Linked DNA regions of Danio rerio: region 1 is linked to region 2. The links are chromatin contacts, called in public Hi-C maps. All regions are on one chromosome and are shown on one strand. Each heading gives the region's core, a stretch centred on a gene start, on an enhancer-like site or on the middle of the called end of the contact. The rest is flanking DNA. Distances are from core to core; before and after follow the strand shown. Region 1 overlaps si:ch211-143l19.3 (a long non-coding RNA gene). Region 2 has its middle 7.4 kb from the start of atp11c.

Region 1 (3,227 bases), core at 715-3,214, 120 kb after region 2:
ACTCTGAAACAAAACCTTTTAAGTTATGCCAACTAAACATTTTTTGTCTGCGGAACTAAATGCCTGAAGTTAAATGAACAAACTTTATTTTTTTTCTTGTGTACTCAACATTTTTTTCACCTTTAGTTGATATGACAGTAGAGAGATAAGAAAGCATGGGAAGAGCAGAGAGGGGACGAATCAAGATAGGACTTTGAGGCGGGAATCGAACTTGGGTCGCCGTGAACACTGGAGTGCAATATGTAGACGCACTAGCCACTACACCATTGGTTCCAACGTGTGCTCAACTTTTGAAAACATCAGTTGCACTGGCCTAAAATGTCTGAAGTTGAGTGAACAATCGGTACTTAGAAACATTACATTATCAGATGAACAAACAATTTAATTGGAAACAAAACTAAAACAGAGACATAAAAACAGGACAGGAGGCAAAACAACAATAATGGTAAACAAGACAAGAATCAAAACGGGCAGGACAAACGGGGGGAAATGCTTTGTAATGCTTCACATGTTAAGTATGCTTTTCTGTTTTTTCAATTGAACTATGTTTGTTTGTTCTGATAATATATTATTTCTTAGCACCAATTTCCATGGGAGTTTTTGTTGTTGTTGTTGTTGTTGTTGTTGTTGTTGTTGTTGTTGTTCAACGAAAGGAAATAAGGATTATGTTTTTTTTGTTCCTTCAACTTAAGGCATTATAGTTCAGCAGACAAAAAAATGTTCAGTTGGCTCAACTTAAAAAGTTTTGTTACAGAGTAGTTCAGGATTTTTTTTTAAACTTTTTTTCAGTGTAGCATGGTTATAGCTTACAAACAATAAAATATTAAAGCTAAAATATTTTTTGTTGGCAGATTATACATCATAATTTAGTATAATAAATATGTTTTGCAGAAGTGCAATAACATACTTATACTGTCATGTACTTAATATGTGTATTAATATATATATATATATATATATATATATATATATATATATATATATATATATATATATATATATATATATATATATATATATAAAGCGCAGTGGGTAGCAAGAAGGTCGCTGGTTTAAGCCTCGACTGTGTCAGTTGGCATTTCTGTGTGAAGTTTCTGTGCATGTTCTCCGAAGTTTCTGTGCATGTTCTCCCCGTGTTTGCTTATGTTTCCTCCGGGTGCTCTGGTTTACCCCACAGTCCAAAGACATGCGCTATAGGTGAATTGAATTAGCTAAATTGGCCGTATAGTGAATGTAAAAGTTTACGGGTGTTTTCTGGTGTTGGGTTGCAGCTGGAAGGGCATCCGCTGCAAAAAACGTGCTGGATAAGTTGGCGGTTCATTCCACTGTGGCGACCCCTGATTAATAAAGGGACTAAGCCAAAAAGAAAATGAATGAATGATAAAATATATAAAAGTGATCATATGTAACTTGTATTTTATAAGATTAACAACATGGGTAAAACCTAGTGATAAATGAGTAAAACCTAGTCTTAAAACTACAACTAATCAGTATTTAAGGCCTGCACTTCGATCTTTCACATCTTGTCATCCAACAAGATTTTTAGTATATAAACTATTACCATGCATTACATTTTAGTGGATGTCTTTTTAAATAAAAAAGTATCATATGCTCAATAATAGTTTCACTCAGCAGTCCAGATGCAAGAATATAAAAGGCTGGAACACAGCACAGCTCAGAAATGTGCATATAAACACAAGCACACGTGCAAAACAAAAGCGAACTCTTCAGGGCCAAGGCATACAGCGAATATGCAGAAATATTGAACTCAACATAACCCCCCCTTCCCACCGCACACCCGGAAAGAGGGGTGCTCTCTCTGCTAATTAAGTGCTAATGGTTGTGGCCCTGCAGAGAATACTAATTAGGATTTCTATTCTCCTTTTGGGTGAGCATGTACTTCAACACAGCCTAATGAGGGGAGGCAGGTATGTGTGCGCTGTGTGCTGGGTTAATGGGGGGTCCACTCTCAGGTCTCAGGGCTGTGGGTTGAAGAGGGAGGCGTTTCCTGTGCCTTGGCCTCTTTCACTTAGAACCACACACACACACACACACACACACACACACACACACACAATGGGAAGTGAAAGGAAGAAACTCCAAGATACCTGGTATTTCAAAATATTCTCCAATTTACTTTGTGCTACGTTCCTCATTTCTTTAAAATCTGTAACTTCCAATGCCAACACACCCTCAGATTTTCTAAATTTGAATGACCTTCTGTATTCAGTGGAACATAAAAGAGGACATCATAATGTATTGAGTGTTTTATGTCTACTTATTTAAGTCTGTGGTGGCTGAAATTATATTGGACCAATACAGAAAATTAATCAGGACTTATGGCAAAAATGGCATTAAAATGAACCAAAATTTCCTTAAAGGTGCCATATAATGCATTGATTCATAGTTAATTGTCTGTAAAGCCTGCATAATAAGTTTTTGGCTTAGGTAAGTTAAAAAACAATTCTCATTTATTACTGCAGAATACACCCCTGGAATGACAAGCTCCATTTTGACCTTATTTGGAATGATTGTGAGTATTAATGAGCTCTGCAGCTTGTCTTTATCTGCTCACACACACACATACAGGGTGATGTACTCTGAAATAAATGTGTAAAATAATCACACTTCTTTTGTCAAAAGATTTTTAAAAATTAAGAAGTTGCCTTGTTAAATCTTTTCAACTGAAGTGCTGGAGAGGGTTATTTATAATCCGAAAGGAATGAGTGGGATACATAATTTTTGCTCCTGACTTGTGTCATGGATAAAATATGCAAAATTATAGTTATAGTCAACAAAATGGACTGATAGAGATGTTTTTTAGAGTAATATTTTGAAGCTTTGCTATATATGAAAACTCAGGCAGGAATAATATCAACCTGTGCATTAGAGATGGTGTTTATTGGCTTCTTTTCACTCATTTAGAGCTGAGTGAAATGACACAATGCATAAATGTGCACTGAACACTTACTCAGCAGTCTGTGTGTTTTTGGTGCCTCATTATATTAAATATATGAGACAAATTTTACAATATAAACATTCAGCTAACAAAAGACACATTTAAACACATATAAAATCATTAAATAAATGTATAATTTATATATCCCACATTTTGTGTACCATGCATAGACTGGTAAAGATATGGACATAGTATCTGTGAAGTCACCCATATGCTCTTAAAGTACGCAAATGAAACTACAAATAGGCGCAGCCAACCGTCGCAATTT
Region 2 (3,732 bases), core at 1,132-3,631:
TTGCAACAGTTTTGCAGACATCTTTTTTTCAGAGCTGTAAAAGAAATCTGCTAATTAACAGTATTTTGTGATTCATAAATGTTTTATTTATTTAAGGTTGTGAATTGCATTATGGGACCTCTGCTTTATTGACTTTTGATGTTAAAAATTCAACTACAAAGTTTAACAAAGTGACTTTTCCTGACATTTTAGTAGTTTGAAATAATTGAATGCATATAATATTTAAAGACATAATGTGTCAGTTTATTATAAGGTTATTTACCGTAATATACAACACCAACCCAGACATTATATCACTTAAAACTGATAAAATCTGTTCAAGGTAAAAATTTGTTGAAAGAAAGATCAAGGTCCCATAATTAAAAAGCATAAATAAATGAGGAAAAATAAAAACATGAATCACAAAATATGGAAAACTGCTAATTTACCAATGTTTTTGTACAGAGTAAATTTCATGGTACAATGCAATCATGGACATGCTGTGCATTTACTGTAAATGTGGCACCGTTTGAATAAATATGTTCTGATAAATATATTGCTACACTGTAAAAAAATCAATAATAAATTAGTCATGACAACATATGTTTTTAGCTTATAGTAACTTATTAAACTAAGTTCTAACTTAATTTTGTAGGTTAGACAAGCTGTTTTAAGTCAGTTTAACATAAACATAATTCAATGGATCCATACGGTTAATTTGATTCAGCTTAAAAATTTAAGACAACTACGATTTTTTTACAGTGTAGCACAAGTTTTTTTTTTTTTTTTTTTGCATCAGTCAAATAATTTTAAAGAATACATTTAATCTCAAAAATTCAGATAATACTGCGAACAATCAGAAAAAAAAATAGAGTTCACTTTTTTGTAGAACGAACAACCTGAGTAGTTCCCTCACATTTTAATTTATTTCAAAGAAAAAGAAGATAAATAAACAAATACACATATTTAAGTGAGTAAATAAAATAAAGTTTATTATGATTTATTTATAATTACTTATATTTCTCTACATCAACAGACCTTTTAACATGGCCAAACCCACATTTCTACAGAATCCCCCTGCTGAAAAGAAAACAATCGAAATCTCATGGAATGCATAATGGTTTTAATGTTTATAATGGTAATTGAAAATGTATATGTTTAATGCTTGTTATGGTTATGTCCTAATTAAACGAATTTTGTAAGTGTATTGCATTAGAAATAAGACAGAACTTGTCGGAGGACTGACATATTGTTGCTATTTGTTGGTTTGATTCCTTCTATTTTCCTCATTTGTAGATCGCTTTGGATAAAAGCGTCTGCTAAATGTTTCAGTGTAAATAAAATGTCCATCTTGAAGTCCCCTTGCTATAAAACCCCTGCAATATGTCATAATAACACACGATGGCGCTCTAATGCAGAAAGTGGTAGCTCAGCTCATAGTAAACCTTTAGTTACTCTCTGATTAGCAAACACTAGCCTACATCCAACACTAGTTGACTAAAACAGAAAGATAAACATTTAGATAATATAATTTAAGCGTTGTATAGATATTTAGTCTGTTTTTGTAGGTTATAAAACCCGTTTTTGGTAATTGTCCAAAAATATGCAGGCTTTATTCATCCGGTAATGACACCTGATATCCTCTAATGATAAGTAGCCTAACTAGCTAATTCAGTTTAATTGTTTTTAATTGCTTGTCGCATTTTATTACTATAAAGACTCCATTTCGGTTTTGTTTTAAAAGTTCATTAGTAATATTATGATTTTACATTTACACCTGCCATTCCATCACAATCTCAATATCACACACTGTTAATATTAAAGGTTCTTGATAAGCATCGATGGTTCCATGAAGACTATTTATCAGTGGAGAGGTTTTTTTTTTACAGAGGAAAAAGATTATTGATGTTCTTTAAATTATGACAAAACGGTTCTTTAAAGAACTTTTCACCAAACAGTTCTTGAGGAAACCACAAATTTTCATCACTGTGAAGACCCTCTTTTTGGTTCTTCCTTGCAAATTTATTAGTGACAAGTTACTCTCTGTGGACAGTACTTCTTAAAAGTTGTGACACTTCCTTGGGCATCAATTTTTAAGAGAGCTCCTTTACTTTCTCTCGCTGTACACTGGGTCTTTGTCAGCAGTTCCTGTCTCTAGATGAGGCCTGGTGAGTTTTGGGTCTGGGGCAACCATAGCTGCTTTCATTGACACCTGCAGATGGGACAAAGGGCAGAGGGTGCCAACACTGAAGACAGATTGATGCTTTGTGCACAGCAGAGGCAGTCGAAGGAGAGAGAGAGAGAGGGAGAGAGCACAACTTGCTTGCATGAGTGTGTGTGTGCGTGCACGTTGGTGGAAGGGGTGGGATTAGGGGGTTTATTGGGTGGGAAGGGGTCGGGGGGGGGAGTTACAGAGGTTGTCACTCCTGTCTGTGTGAGTCCAGGCTTTAGAGGCCTCGGAGAGATGGACAGCTTTTGTGGGTTGCATCGCTGCACAATAGTGGCACTTTAATGGGCGGTGAAGCCGGAGCAGGCTTTGGCCCGGGATTGAGGGGAGCTCGCTGGCTACAGGGCCGGGGGGCAGGGGGCTGTTTTACTGCTTCTCTTAGAAGGGACTAATTCATGGGCATTGAGTCCGTCACTCATTATTCATTGAATGCGCCCAGTGCAGGAATGCAGCGGCATCAATTAGAATGTGTTAGCAGATAGCAAGGCCAAGAAGAAAAAGCCTGCTCTCCCTTTTGCTCGCGGCACAACACAGGCCCACTATAGGAGGTGTCAGAACCACAAAGCCTTTTTGTGATTCTCTCTCCATTACATTACCAGTGCAATATGTAAGGTGGGGATTCTTTTGATTCAAATTAAGTGGAAAAAACACTAAATCCTATTTTTATTCAGCAAGGATAATGGTGTTATACTCTATAAAGGTCTTTAACTACTTATCTGTGGCTTAAAATCTCCCCGGCTCCCGTTCGCTCTCTCGCTCTCTGCATTATATTTATTCAGTGGCAGTGGGTCAAAGACAGACTGTTAAACAGAGCTGCTTGTAGCATTAACTGCCGCATCACTCTTAATTGTATATCAGTGGGTCAACGGTTTGTTGTGCTGTCCCCCTTTTTTTAAAACGAGGGTATGAATTAAAACAGACTCTTGTAAGCCATTGTCGGCGGTGTGCTTGCACTGCCACTTCAGATACTTTGGCTCTTTTGAATAACGAGACCCTCTCTAACTTCAAAACAAAAGAGCGGAAAGGCTAGCGAATACTTTGATGATGGGACGTCTGTCTGAGTGATATTATTTCTTTTTTCTGAATAAAGGGGAAGCAGAGCGTGTTGGAATGCAGCGTCATCAGTGATGGCAAAATACAATCCCTTTTGATTCACTTTTTAACTAAATCTGTTTTTTTTATTTCTATAATTAGCATTCAGAAACATACAGGCAAGTTTGGAGACGGCGGCTGCTGAATTAAAAGTGCTAGCAGGATGTTTTAATGTTCAATGTGCTCAATTGCATCATCCATTTCCTCATCATTCCCCCAAACAGAAAGATCCAGCTGGCACGTGTGCGCAAATGGATTTTGGGATCCTTTTTTTTTCCCTCATTCTCCTCAGATTTAATATGAACTAACTAGGAAGAACCTCTCATAGCAAGGTGTTTGCTTGAATATGAGCAATTATGCTTCATTTGGAGCCAAATGAGGGGAATTTGCATCCACTGAAAGGAGCGCTAGTCTTAACTGTGCAGAAAGTGCAG

Evidence for each region. A called contact is a pair of places that touch in the nucleus more often than the background predicts.
Region 1: a Hi-C map of embryo shows a contact between it and region 2, with 2.1 times the contacts expected there. The contact joins two enhancer-like sites. A contact is called at or near these places in 3 of 18 Hi-C or Micro-C datasets (embryo and gastrula embryo).

The regions. Positions count from the first base shown.
Region 1 is chr14:37,301,542-37,304,768 of GRCz12tu, forward strand. All of the region lies in intron 3 of si:ch211-143l19.3 (a long non-coding RNA gene), which reads right to left. Among named protein-coding and RNA genes, the nearest start is that of sox3, 15 kb to the left of the region's middle. Within about 2 kb of position 1,965, at least 8 of the 62 cell types and tissues checked have an H3K27ac peak or open chromatin away from gene starts, as enhancers often do.
Region 2 is chr14:37,181,095-37,184,826 of GRCz12tu, forward strand. No RefSeq gene overlaps it. Among named protein-coding and RNA genes, the nearest start is that of atp11c, 7.4 kb to the left of the region's middle. Within about 2 kb of position 2,382, at least 14 of the 62 cell types and tissues checked have an H3K27ac peak or open chromatin away from gene starts, as enhancers often do.